Linked DNA regions of Mus musculus: region 2 is linked to region 1. Evidence: chromatin contacts called from public Hi-C data. All regions are on one chromosome and are shown on one strand. Each heading gives the region's core, a stretch centred on a gene start, on an enhancer-like site or on the middle of the called end of the contact. The rest is flanking DNA. Distances are from core to core; before and after follow the strand shown. Region 1 has its middle 53 kb from the start of Gm23351. Region 2 overlaps 1700018A04Rik (RIKEN cDNA 1700018A04 gene).

Evidence for each region. A called contact is a pair of places that touch in the nucleus more often than the background predicts.
Region 2: a contact with region 1 is called in a Hi-C map of liver, with 5 times the contacts expected there. The contact joins two enhancer-like sites. A contact is called at or near these places in 3 of 39 promoter capture datasets (hippocampal neurons and liver), 4 of 484 Hi-C or Micro-C datasets (3T3-L1-derived adipocytes and liver) and 3 of 115 datasets of contacts at active chromatin or transcription factors (embryonic stem cells, extraembryonic endoderm stem cells and pancreatic cancer cells).

Annotation. Positions count from the first base shown.
Region 1 is chr13:31,477,166-31,483,653 of GRCm38.p6, forward strand. No RefSeq gene overlaps it. Among named protein-coding and RNA genes, the nearest start is that of Gm23351, 53 kb to the left of the region's middle. Within about 2 kb of position 4,201, at least 12 of the 459 cell types and tissues checked have an H3K27ac peak or open chromatin away from gene starts, as enhancers often do. A contact at or near this core is called in 3T3-L1-derived adipocytes and liver, where this site is marked.
Region 2 is chr13:31,574,578-31,581,065 of GRCm38.p6, forward strand. 1700018A04Rik (RIKEN cDNA 1700018A04 gene) reads right to left here. Exons shown (of 6, transcript NR_029439.1): 2 at 5,366-5,576; 3 at 4,993-5,081. Among named protein-coding and RNA genes, the nearest start is that of 1700018A04Rik, 4.7 kb to the right of the region's middle. Within about 2 kb of position 3,909, at least 42 of the 459 cell types and tissues checked have an H3K27ac peak or open chromatin away from gene starts, as enhancers often do. A contact at or near this core is called in 3T3-L1-derived adipocytes and liver, where this site is marked.

The DNA of each region.
Region 1 (6,488 bases), core at 2,951-5,450:
GCCAGGCAGGCAACAAGCACAGCTATGGTCTCCCTACAGGAAGCATAGTTTCTTGCCCATAAGAATGATACTTAAACCAACTTGGGTTTTGTCTTTCTGTAAAGAGCAAGAATGCACAGAATGTCCCTAGGCCTGAGTTGTATAACCTTGTCACTTATTAACTGTTCCACTTATCAAAACATTTGCTTGTCTGTAGCCCTGGGCCATTGTCTGCCCTGGGCTTGCCCTGCCCCTCTCCCAGCCTGTACTATCTGTAGCTGTGTGGAGAGCTGTGAACAGCAGGGGTCCAGTCTTGTCTTTCCAGTATCTGCAAAGTCATGGGGTTCTGACCTGGTGACTGTCTAGACATTTTAAGCTCAAACCTCCTTGTAGTTTTCTGACCACTCTCTTGGTTTTTTCTGTCTTGCCATCTGGAAAGTTTGGTTTCTAAGACCACATTCCCCTCCCTGATCAATGTTTGCAAACTTATGGGATGAACTCTGCCCTTTCTCAAAGAGGAACTGACTTACAGGGTATAGCTTTCTTCCTTGTTTAATTTTTTTTAAGTGAAAAATAGACTTTATGCTTCCCTGGTGCCTTGCAGAGCAGACGAGGAAAGCTTCCAAGGGGAAGGAGGAGAGCAGATGCATTTCAATTTGCAGACACATGGCTTCAAGCAGATGTGGATGGCTCCATCATTGGCAAGATATGGGACTAGGTTTCAGAGCTAGCAGGCAGCCATGACAGTAAAGTCATTTCCCAAAGCCAGCTGATCCTAGGAAGTATCTAAAGACAGACTCGAATGCAAAGACCAAGACTGGATGCTAGCATCATAATAGAATAAGCTGAGAGCAAAATACTGGTCTGTCACTCAAATATCTGCTCCCTGGAGTCACAGGGTGTTTTCCTCATCTGCATTTATGTCAGACATTCACAATATTGTTTTGGTAGAAATCTACCCAAGCAATCTTCATGGTGCAGTAATGAAGAAAAGCACTTCCTTTTGTTGGAATCATCTGTGACACCTAAGAGTCCATTGTGTAGAAGTTGGTATTGCAGGCAGTTCAAGCCCTGCAAAAAGAGAATAAGAAAATGACAAGACAGAAGTTCCAAATGCAGAGTTTGCTATCTGGGTGTTTGTTTCATAACATAACAGACAGGCTTCCTGAGCAAGCCCACCTCCTTATGAGGCTGCATAGGGCTCCTTATATGTCCAGTATGGTTTTGATTCTAAAGTAGGTTTAGCAAATGTATCAGGTAATCAGGTAGTGTCTGAATCAATGGCTTGTAAGAAGAAAAGTATCAAGCAAATATATAACCTCACCATATCACTTGGATGGGAGCATATCATGCATGTAGTAGAATGTTCCATTTGTGTCTAAAATGTACATTACATGAGTCTTTAGAGTGACACCTAATGAACTCCTCAGCAGAACTATGTAAATATTCAGTCCCATGGTCTCTAATTACTTCATTCATCATTAGAATGTTCACTTTCTGACCTCATCACAGGGTACAGAGGTAGCCAGCCACCTCTTGAGGAGCTTAGCCAATGTCTGAGGAAGTGCCAAAGAAGAGTCTATGCATCCTTTGTGTTAGAAGAGGGTCAACAATTGGGCATGAACATCTCACCCTACATCAGCCAGGGCCTGCCCTACAACCTCTGTGACCTGATAAGAGCTCACATGTATGACATTCTCACATTGTGCTAATTACTGTGTCCCAGGCCCATAAGTACATACAGCATCCTAAGAGAGAATTACAGTTATTGCTTGGAAAAGCAAAAAATGCTCAGCTCAGCACAGTGACACATACCTGTAATCCCAGTTCTAGAGAGGCTGACACAGAAAAATAAATATCAACAGATGGAATGGGGTGGGAGAGAGAGACAGAGAGAGTAGAAAAAGAAACTGAGACAAAGACAGAAAAGGAACAAAGAAACAGAGACAGAGCTATACAGTCAGAGGCAGAAAAACAGAAAGATTGACACCCTGTAGACTGCCTTTCAGTCTCTTCTGGGCACAACTCCAGGACCACTGAATCGTCTAGTCAGAAAATAGTGAAGTTCTTAGCTTAGCAATTCATTTAACTATTTTTTAAATTCAAGTGAGAATTCTGAATAATGTTACCTATAAAACACTGACTAATTTGGAAATACATTGATAAAGCATTTAGAATGAAATGATAGCTATCTTCAACAGTTTTATGGAATTTATATGAAGAAGTGTTGGCAACAGGATAGAACAGTGAATCTCCTGAGAGGGAAAGGGTGTGTGAGCTCCATAGGAAGTACCCATAGTGTCTGAAAAATTTTTTGGTTGCTACAACTAAGGGTGGAGGTGCTAATATACCCCATTGGGCAGTAGAATACAGTGTTGTTCAACATCTGACAACACACTGGACACTTTCCCAAACAAATAGTATCAAGTCCAAAATGACAATAGTGTTGAATTAAAATCACAGAAAAGAAATGGGCAGGTTAGTTTTTATATGTGTAGGAAGATAGATGGATGGGTGGACAGATGGATGGATGGATGGATGGATGGATGGATAGATGAATGAATAAATGAATGATATATAGATGAATCAGTGGGTGAATAGAAGGAAGGATGGATGGATAGGTGGGTGGATGGATGGATGGATGGATGGATGGATGGATGGATGGATGGATAGGTGGGTGGATGGATGGATAGGTGGGTGGATGGATAGATGGATGAATGGATGGATGGATAGATAGATGGATGAAACAATGGATGAGTAGGTGGATGGGTGGCAAGATCCACTAATAAGAATGTGATTGAGAAATCACTTTAAGTCAGAAGGCTGATTCAAAGTGTCTTATCTTTTCAGTTTTGGTATAGTGTTGTCGTCAAGACTCTCGAACTATTAAATTAGAAGATGTGCCATTCTTCGTGCAAATAAAAGGGCTGAGAAGGAAAAGCAGACATGTCTCTGTCTTTAGACATGTTGCATTTAAAACTGCTCTGATACTTCTAAGCAAAATATTGGCAAGCACTTAAAAACAGAAGACTTGTTGTTGGTCAAGCAGGTCTTAAGTCACACTATGGTGATGTGGGAGGTAGGTGAACCTTTAAGAGGCAAGGTGTAGTTGGGGCTTCATTAAAGAGTTAAAGTAGTTCTCATGAGAAGCTATGCTAAAAGCCCTGTCCTCCCCTTTTCTGACTTGCTTTCACATTTGCCATCGCCATGATGCCATCACCATGATGCCATCTACTGTGCCTCGACAGAGCTGGGGGGCCTCAGGCACAGAGTCAGCTGAGCCACGCGGCTTTTCAAGGAATTTCAACTTCACAAAACTTACTTTTTAAATGAAGTTCTCAGCCTTGGATATTTCATCATAGTAACAGAAAATAGATTAATACAGGACTGTGAACAGAATGAATGTGGAGATGTCTGTAGCAACTTGGAAGTTGTACCTCAAGGACTTTTACTAAGGGCAAGACAATGTTAACACTGATAGAACATTGGATTTTAGGAAGGAAGAGCTGAGAGAAAGGGGAGTGGTGAGGAGACAAAGGAGGACCACAAACATTACCATAGCCCAGGAAAGGACAGTTCAAAGGACCAGAGTGCGATCATCAAAAGTAAATCTGCCAGGGATATACAGACACATAATCTTCGTGGTTAAAATCACCATAGTTTGAAGGCTGTCTGACCACCTTCAGACATGGAATACATGCAGAGAATCTGGGAGCAGATAACAAAATGAAACGGATGCAAACAGGGCCGATGATGACTAGAGAAGTACAGAAGCAGGCGTGGCAGATAACTAGGTCTGGGATGGTTAATCAAAAGAAAGTTTCTTCCTAAATGAAAACTGTTTAACAGTGCTGTCAAAGGAGGAGGGAGGAGGACATGAAGGAGGAGAAGAAGGAGGAGAAGGAAGAGGAGGAAGAGGTGATAATGGTGGTGGTGAGAAAAAAAAGGCATGGCAACACACATTTATAATTCCAATTTTCTTTTGCCATTAGAAAGAAGAAAGAATGGATATAACACTTTGAAATGTCTAAATAACAAGAAAATTTTACTTAACAAATGTCCGTGATGTGAGAATGACCAAATACTGAAATTTATTTCCTAATCTTCCTGAAATTCCCAGAATCTCCTGGTTCTCTTCCAATTAAATAAACAAAGTTGCAAAGATAGCCGGATGTCTTCACAGCCAGCCATGCCCAGCGATAGCTGTACGTTCTTTTCTGCTTTCCTATTCTGATTAGATCTTACAGCTTCCCAGGGAACTCACACGAGATTTTGGTATGAGCTCTCCAGCTGATGCTTATATTCTAAAAGCCAGAGTATAGTGGCCACTTAGCAAATTTAATTTTGTGCTAAGGAAAAGAATTATAACGGTGACCTAAGCTGGCAGGAGTGATACACAGAAACAGGCAGGAGAAAGGTGACTTTGGGTGAGGAGTGCACAGAGTGGTTTGTTTTCTGCTTTCCACTCCCTGGCACCAGCATTCAGTTGCATAATCTTCCTCTGTAAAACTTGCTTCACAGTCAGAAACCAAAATCCAACCACTGAGATTGCAAAAGTATTTCCACATTGTAAACAAAATCCAGAGATCTCAATCAAGAGCATTGTCATCCTAAATATTCTGATGGCTTGAAAGGAAGTTGAGTCTATCGAGACAGGCACTCTACCTTCTCCAAGAAGATTTGATGTCACTATAATCTTGCTTTGTTGTGTATATGTAGGCAGTCTTAAAATTTAATCATTGATTTCACCTACTAATTATATATGTGTATACAAATATATGAATATATATGTATGTATGTGAATATGCATATGTGCATTATGTACATGTGTGTACATATGTATATATATATATATATATGAGTGTTTATATATTATTAGCCAGTGTGTGTGTGTATATATATATATAAAATTAGCCAGTGGGGGCAGTATCAGAGCAATGAGCTGCATAAAGCATCCCAATAACTCTGATCTTTAAAACAAACATTTCAGAGTCATTTGTTACTTCATCTCCAATGTCATTTCCTTTCCATTCTTGAGAGCTGACAAAAGACATTTAGTACATAGTGTCACCAGTTTATGTTCAATCTTCAAAAGTAGATTAACTAAGAATGGGTTGCATAGATTTGGTTGAGAAGAAGAAGAAGAAGAAGAAGAAGAAGAAGAAGAAGAAGAAGAAGAAGAAGAAGAAGAAGAAGAAGAAGAAGAAGAAGAAGAAGAAGAAGAGGAAGAAGAAGGAAGAGGAGGAGGAGGGGGAGGGGGAGGGGAGGGGGAGGAGAAGGAGAAGGAGAAGGAAGATAGACATACATACAGACAGACAGACAGATATGTGTCATTGGACTTGTTTGTCTAAGCATTTTCCAGAAACAAGTCCTAGATTTATGAAACCTTCAAACCCTTCACCAAAGCCACAGAGTGAGAAGCCTGAATTCTTCCCTCAACCCCTAAAATGCAGGAGGAGAAAGGGCTTCTCTGTGAAGGCCTGGGTAGAGAGGAGCAACATGACTGAGGCCTCTTGCTCACCATCCTAGCATGCAGGCTACCAGGTCCAGGAAGGTGGACTATATACCAGGTCCAGGAAAGTGAGTTATATACTAGGTCCAGGAAAGTGGGCTAATACCAGGTCCAGGAAAGTGGGTTATATACCAGGTCCAGGAAAGTGAGTTATATACCAGGTCCAGGAAAGTGAGTTATATACAGGTCCAGGAAAGTGGGCTATAGAGGACAGGACAGTGGGGCTTGACTTGGCCAGATTCTCAAGTATGCTGATTACCAGACAGAACTTGAAGAGAAAGCTGAAGAGCATCAGAGCCACAGTCAGCACTAACCCAGGAAAACATGTCTCGCCTGCCTAGGGCCTCTGAACCAAGCCTGGGTAGTAAGAAACACAGAGAAGAGCCACCAGAAGTGTCAAGGACAAATCATATGATTCTTTTGTGCCACCTCTCCCTTAGGGTTAGGGTTAGGGTTAGGATTCGGGTTAGAAGAGTCTTCTAGCTTTTACTTTCATAGTCAGGGAAGCATCAGATAACCTATAAACCAAGAGTACCAGACCAAAAGCATCAAGGTTTCAAATGCCAGTACTGTAGTAGAGTCCCCAAAGCCACCAAAATGCTACTTTTCCTTTCATCCAAGTCCCTCCTCACTAGAGTTTGCAGACATGTGACAGAGACTTCCAACCCTTAGAATGACCTTCGCTTTGTTTAGTCTCATAGCAGACCGCACCCTCCACTCTATCCAAACTGTCTTTGTAGCTTAGAACAAAATATAAAATTTTACTAGCATGGCAACTAATGATTGTCTAAGAGTACCTTCTTTCCAGCTGCCATTGCCAAGAATCTGCCCTGCAGAAACCGCAACGGAAGAAAAAAGTAAGAATAAGAGCACCTACAAAACAGTCACATCACACTAAATTTAAACTTAAAGTCCAGGTGCTCTTTAACACAGAAATAAATATGTCCTTTCAATCATCTCTCTTCATAGGTTGACCTGAAGTTCTTAACACAAGTGG
Region 2 (6,488 bases), core at 2,659-5,158, 97 kb after region 1:
AGGGAGGACAGCACAGTCAAGAAGTAAGGCCTCCTAGGAAGAGGCTAGGCATAATCAGCAGTAGCCTAGAGTGGTAGTTAGGAGCTATGAGAGCCTGGGTAGACCTCTTTCTTGACTCTTCTGGCTCTCTGATCCCTCAGCTTCAGGCTGCTAAGCAAGGAAATACCCCTCACCTTCCCAGGGCTCTCCATGGGCCACCTTAGAATAACTAGAATAGCAATTAGGTGCAGGAATGAGGCTCCTGGAATCCTTAGAGCTATGGTTTCTATGACAACAGATAAACAGATAACCTACTTCATGTAGAGGCAGCAAGAAAAAGAGGTTGATGCTCGCTTTCTTAAGCTGACCTAAAATTAAAGCTTCAGCGAGATGGATGTAGTGATGTGTGTTTTTAATCCCAGAACTCGGTGGCTCTCAGTGAGTTCAATGCCAGCCAGATCCACTAAACAAGTTCTAGGTTAGCTGGAGGTACACAGAAAGACCCTCTCTCAAAAGCAACAACAAGCATACCAAAGGGTGGGGATGGTCCTGGTGCTTCTCATCTGGAGAGCTTTGGGGGAGGAGATAGGGTGAACAGACAGCAATAGAAAGTAGGATGAGACAGTCCTGAATTAGAGTTGAGGGCTGTTTGATGTCACATGAGATCTTTAATCCACCTGAATTTCTCTCTTTTATATGTATAGAGTATAAGGTGGAGCTAAGGCTAAAGGCCTTGCAAGAGGCACAAGAATCACATTAAGATATACACACAAATTTTACAAATGTAATGGATATATGTATGCTTGTGCGTGCACACACACAGAGTACACAGCACAGAAAGCCTACTCAACAAATGGTAATCAGTATTAGTATTAGTAATACTACACCCTTAATGATGAAATCAATCCTCATCAAATCAACTTATAATTATACAAATTACACAATTTACCATGAGGTGGATACTTGGAGGAAACAGTCCTTCAGTACCTTTTAACTAAATTACCTGGAATTTGATCTACAGGATTATATTATTTATGCTGCAAATCAAAGCCACGTAGGTCTCTGCCAACATGCATATCGTATCAAGCATGCCAAGCAACAGAAACCTCTAATGTTACTGATTGTGCAATTAACTCGTTTGGTCTTTCAGGGAAAATACTTCATGTCTTTAGGAACCATGGGAGGGACACCAGAAACTTTAGGCTATGTATGAGATGTCTTGAGCCTCCCATAGGAATTTTGCCCTGTGGTGAGAATGCATTGAAAAAATTGAAGTATACCTACTTTTAAAATCCTTTATTTTCCTTATTTCTGTCTTCAGCAAGTCTATGAACCCAAGATAAGCAGATTCTAGCTACGTTTGTTTGTTTGTTTGTTTGTTTGTTTGTCTGTCTTTGGTTTTTGGTTTTTTTCGAGTTCTTTTTTTTTTCTTCAGCACAGAGATTATGCCTTTAGGTTCATACTGTCAAAACTGAAACTGCCTCAAATAGTTTTGACATTTGACTTCCCGACTAGGCCATCATTGGGAAGAGAGGCCCCTTGGTCTTGCAAACTTTATATGCCTCGGTACAGGGGAACACCAGAGCCAAGAAGTGGGAGTGGGTGTGAAGGGGAGGGGGGAGGGTATTTTGGGATAGCATTTGAAATGTAAATGAAGAGAATACCTGATTTTATATATACATATATGCATATATACATATATATATATATAAAAGAAAAGGTATAAGGATATTCATAGCAGAAATTAAGGACACCATCCCAAGTCCCTGTTCAGGAGGACTCACCAGAGAATGGCACAAACTCTTATTGCTACCAAAAGAAGGGCATGTCCTTTGACTCCATAAATACTGTCAACCTCTACTGGAGGAGGAGAAGAAGAAGAAGAGGAAGAAGAAGAGGAAGAAGGAGGAGGAGGAGGAGGAAGAGGAGGAGGAGCAGGAGGAGGAGGAGGAGGAGAAAACAGAGAAAAATTGTGGCCTTTCTAACTAATAAATACTGGTGAGAAATCATAGTTTTGATTATTAATTTTAAATAGCTAAAATAAAAAAGAAATGAATGAAATCATTGTTTTATTTACAAACAACAACAACAGTAGTTTGTGGCAAATAAGCGATAAACACGTGAAACAAGGTTCTTTTTCTGTAATTAAAATGCAAATGTAAATGATAATGACCTGCCATCTATTGCCTATTGGCAAATACTTAAAAGTGAGGTAGAGCAGAGAGTTGGTAAGGCTTTGAGGAAACAGGCAGTTCGCACAATGTTAATGGGGTTGTAAATTGGAGCAACCTTTTCGCAGGGCAATTTGGCAATATCTATTAAAATGTAAAGTGCACATAGCCTTTGACCCAGCAATTCCATGGCTAGGAATTTACCCTCAGGGAATGCTCTTTCACTGGGCACCGGTACACTCATACCAGGGTGTGTGCAGTAGTATTTGTGATCTCCCCAAATGGAAAAGAATCTAATGTCAGTTTAAGAAACGGGCTCAATTTCTAGGGTGTATAAACACAGTAGGCTGCAGGGCCAAGTGCCTGAGAGACTCTGCAGAGTGCTGAGGAAACATGTCTAAGAAACACTGTCCTTTGGGAAAGGCCAGTGGTAGAAACCACACATTAACATTGAAGGAAACAAAGGCTTGCCCTGAAGATCTTTAACTATCGGTCCACAGATACTGCCATGTACAGGAACATTTGCACACAGAGGAAGATGTAAGAAAATGTCTAAGAAAGGCTGACATTCAAATTCCCTCTGGTAATAGTAGGGCCAGAGAAATCTGGGGTGTAGAGGGATGTTTTCTCATTTACTTTCTTATTCTGAATGAAAACGTCGTTTTACCGTGAGTCTGTGGTGATTTGCTATTTAAATCACTAAATTACAGAAAACTGAGGGGAAGCAAGAGTGAGGTGAAGGAGGGAAGGCTTCAGGGAGGGAGGGAAGAAGGAAGGGAAGGAGAAACAGAAGAAAAGGAAAGAAGAGACCCTTTAAAACTGCAGCGTCTCCCCAACCGTCACAGAAACTAACTGTGCTTTCTCATAAATGAAATCAAGAAGAGGCTCCACAGTTGGTCGGCTTTGTCTAGTCTCTTCCTCAGTCTCTGAAAAGCACACTGGGTAAAGGCTCCTCTAGCTTCAGGCCAGGCAGACTCCAGGAAGCCGTGTATTTCCTCCCCAAATGCATGAATGTGTATTTTGCCTGCTGGTTTTGTCTCTGTGCCCAGATCCCACAGGGATAGGCGCCACCAGAGCACACAGACAGACAGAGGACCGGCCTGCCTCTGAAGAGAGGAGTCAGACGCTCCGGAGGTCAAGAGCTAACCTTCCAAAGGCCACAGAATGAGGTCTGAGCTTGCTGCCCTGGGGCAGGGTAAAATCAGGCTTTGGGGAGTGTGTGTGTGTGTGTGTGTGTGTCTGTGTGTGTGTGTGTGCCCCTGTCCAGAGGGGATGGTTCACCAAACTAAACCTTTCTTTTCTTCCCTTAATATTCTAGTAGCTAACCAAAAACTAAAGGAAACATTTATTTAAGGTAGGCTTTATAAGGTGATGAGGCATTGTCCTGAATTTTTTTAAAGAAGCAATCCTTTTTTTTTTTTTTTTTTTAATTGAGAAACCTGGGGCTGGAGATGTAGCTGTCAACAGCACACTTGCCCAGCAAGCATGGGACCCTCAGACCCACCCCTAGCACCACAAGAAGAAATTATAATTTAAAAAAAAAAAATGAGAAGGCTTAAGAAGACTGGCGATGTTTAATTTCTTTTCTCTAGCTAAGGGAGGGAAGTTAGAGCCCTTCCAGGGCCGACATTTGTAAAAGGACAAACGTCCCCAAAGAAATCCCACCTGAACGTGATCTCTTGCCCTCTCCTAACCGGCCTGTCCTGGGTCCTAGGCCGGCACTGAGTCCTGGGGCCATTCCTGAAGCTTACAAAATATTCTGCTGCTGCTTGGCAGTTTAAATATTAACGAGCATGTAAAGCTAGTGGGGGTAAGGCCTGGAGCCTGTAATAAGAAGCAAGCCTCGGCTGGATTCGGTAATTACTCCTTGCACAACTCCAAGAGCCAGTCATGGCTTCTGAGGATTACACACGTCCAGCCTCTCCAGCAGGAGGGCGGCAACTCCATGACGGTTGCATAAGCACTTCATAGCATGATAATTAGTCATTAAGAAGCAGAACAAAGGGCCATTGGGCCAAGGTGCCACTCCAACAGGGTCTGTATTCCCGTTTGTAGCAAAGGAGACATATTTTTATTCTTTGCACACTGCCCCACTGTGGGCGTTGAAAAAGGAAATGAGGTTTTAGGGGGAAAGTAGTGCAAAGGAAAACGGAGGCGTGCAAGATGGAAGCAAAGTGCAGAGCCCAGGGGTTGGGGACTCTGCAACTGTCTCTCCCCTGGTTGCCACCATTTAAACTCCTACTCTTGGGCTGTTGACTGGGAGGCTCCCGCTTCAGGGTCTCTGTGCTCCTAGCCTCTGATCTGTCCCAACCTTCCCTGGTCAGCAAGAGAACTGTCGGATGCATCCACACAGCTAGGTTTCCTTGGAGTAAAATAATCATAAAGTGAGCACTAGGCTCCCAAGGCTCTAACTGCTTTTTACTGAGATCATTATGCCCATACATCTACTTTCATAGATGAAGCGTCTTCCGGAGCAATAGGTGCCAGTTAGTACAGAGATTCACATCTGGTCAGGGTGCAGAGCCTACGAGACTTCAAATATCTATATCACAGCCTTTCCTCCAAAGGCTCAGCAAGTTAAACAACAGATGATCAAGGAAGAGGGAGTAGAAAAAATTGTAGGAGCCATGGGATGACAATAGCCAAACAGTGGTTTCCAGAGACAGGAGAGCAGTTACACATAGGAACTGAGCGCATCTGTGACTACAGGCACAAGACTCGGGCAAGATGGAGCCCAACACAAATCCCAGCCTGAAGTCCAGAGATGACCAGAAAACTCCACTAGGTGAGAAACTCCTGGTAAAGGATGGCTGCTGGGGAAAAAAAAAAAAAAAAGAGTTACTTTTCTTCAGGAATGTGTCCGTGAAAGATAGCCATGCTTCAGTAGGTGGTCCTCCACGCATGCGCACTCTTGGAGCTCTGAGTGGGCTCCTAGGGTTAAGAAAAACAATATGAAGTTTGGAGGGAATCGTGGCTGGATGGGTGGGGGAGAAAGTGGAGTGGAGGGACAATGGGTCTGGACTTGATCCAAACACACTGTATACATGACCAAAATTCTCTTTAACAGTAATGAAACAAAAGGTACTTTGAAAACGTCAGGCTTCGGGTCTTAGATTTAGATGTCCACTTGCTCTACAGAGAAAGAAACTGGGGCCGAAGGTGTTAACTGGTGCACTTTCTCACCACAACCCAGGGGTCCGAGTGGAAACACCCACCTTTCCTTGCTTCTCAGAGTCCACAGTTCTCACGGCTGCAACCGTTTTCAGCCTTGGCTGGTGCGGATTCAGTGTCTACCTGCAGTGTTGACACAACCTGTTTGAATTGCCTGCTGTGGTAGCCTGGGAGATAACCACGGCAACAGTGCAGCCTGCAGGCGAGCGTGGGGAATCACAGGACACACCTGGAGAGCCACCTGGCAGGTAGAACCTGGAAGAAAAGTATCAGCCCTTGGCAGCCTGGTTCTGAGGCTGTGATGCCCAGGGTGTTGCGCTGATTTGATGGAGCCAAAAGACATGTTTATTATACAGTTACACTTGTCCACATTTACCAGGGGAGAGAGAAAGCAGAGTCTTGTTACTTTCTAGGCAAGGTCTGTAAAGATGGAAAGTGGCCTGGGTTATCTTTCTTCCTTTGCACCAAGAAACCATCACTTCCCAGTGCGCCACTTGGTGAAAAGGGAGCGACTCCAAGTTAAGGAGCAGCAAGCGCCTTAGCATGGGAAACTCACTTCTGCGTGTTTTACTAGATAACATCAGGGAGGCGCCACAAAGGCAGAGTCAACGTTTCAATATACCGTAAAGTAGACCTAAGAATCTCCACAGAAAGGGAGACAAGATTACTTAAATGGCAGGGGAATCCAGTGGATGAATCAGCTCCGTCTCTAAGGTGCCAGTGAATGACCAGTGTCAACCTTTGGGGAGAGGTCTAGTAACCGATCAAAGAATTATTTTCCACTGTAGTTTCCAGTGAATTATTATACAACACTTCTCACCAGGTGATGGGGAAGATGATGATGGTGGTGGTGGTGGTGATTTGTTCTTTAGGGGGTGGTTTTGGGAGGTGGGGGTTTTTGCCATCTACTCTAAAATTGTCAAAGTCTCTTCACTTTCTGCCCCACTCCACTGGTTTACTTTTCTCCTTGGCACTTGGAACCTTTGATGCCACACACATTACTGCTATCTCTGCCTGGCATCTGAGTCTGCACTTATGAAGATTCTAGGAAGACAAGGTTTATTATTATTATTATTATTCATTGCTATATCCGTGGCACCGAGGCCCCTACCTGGCACATCCAAGGGCACCCAGTGAATCTTAGTCACCGAATGGGCAGGTGGATAG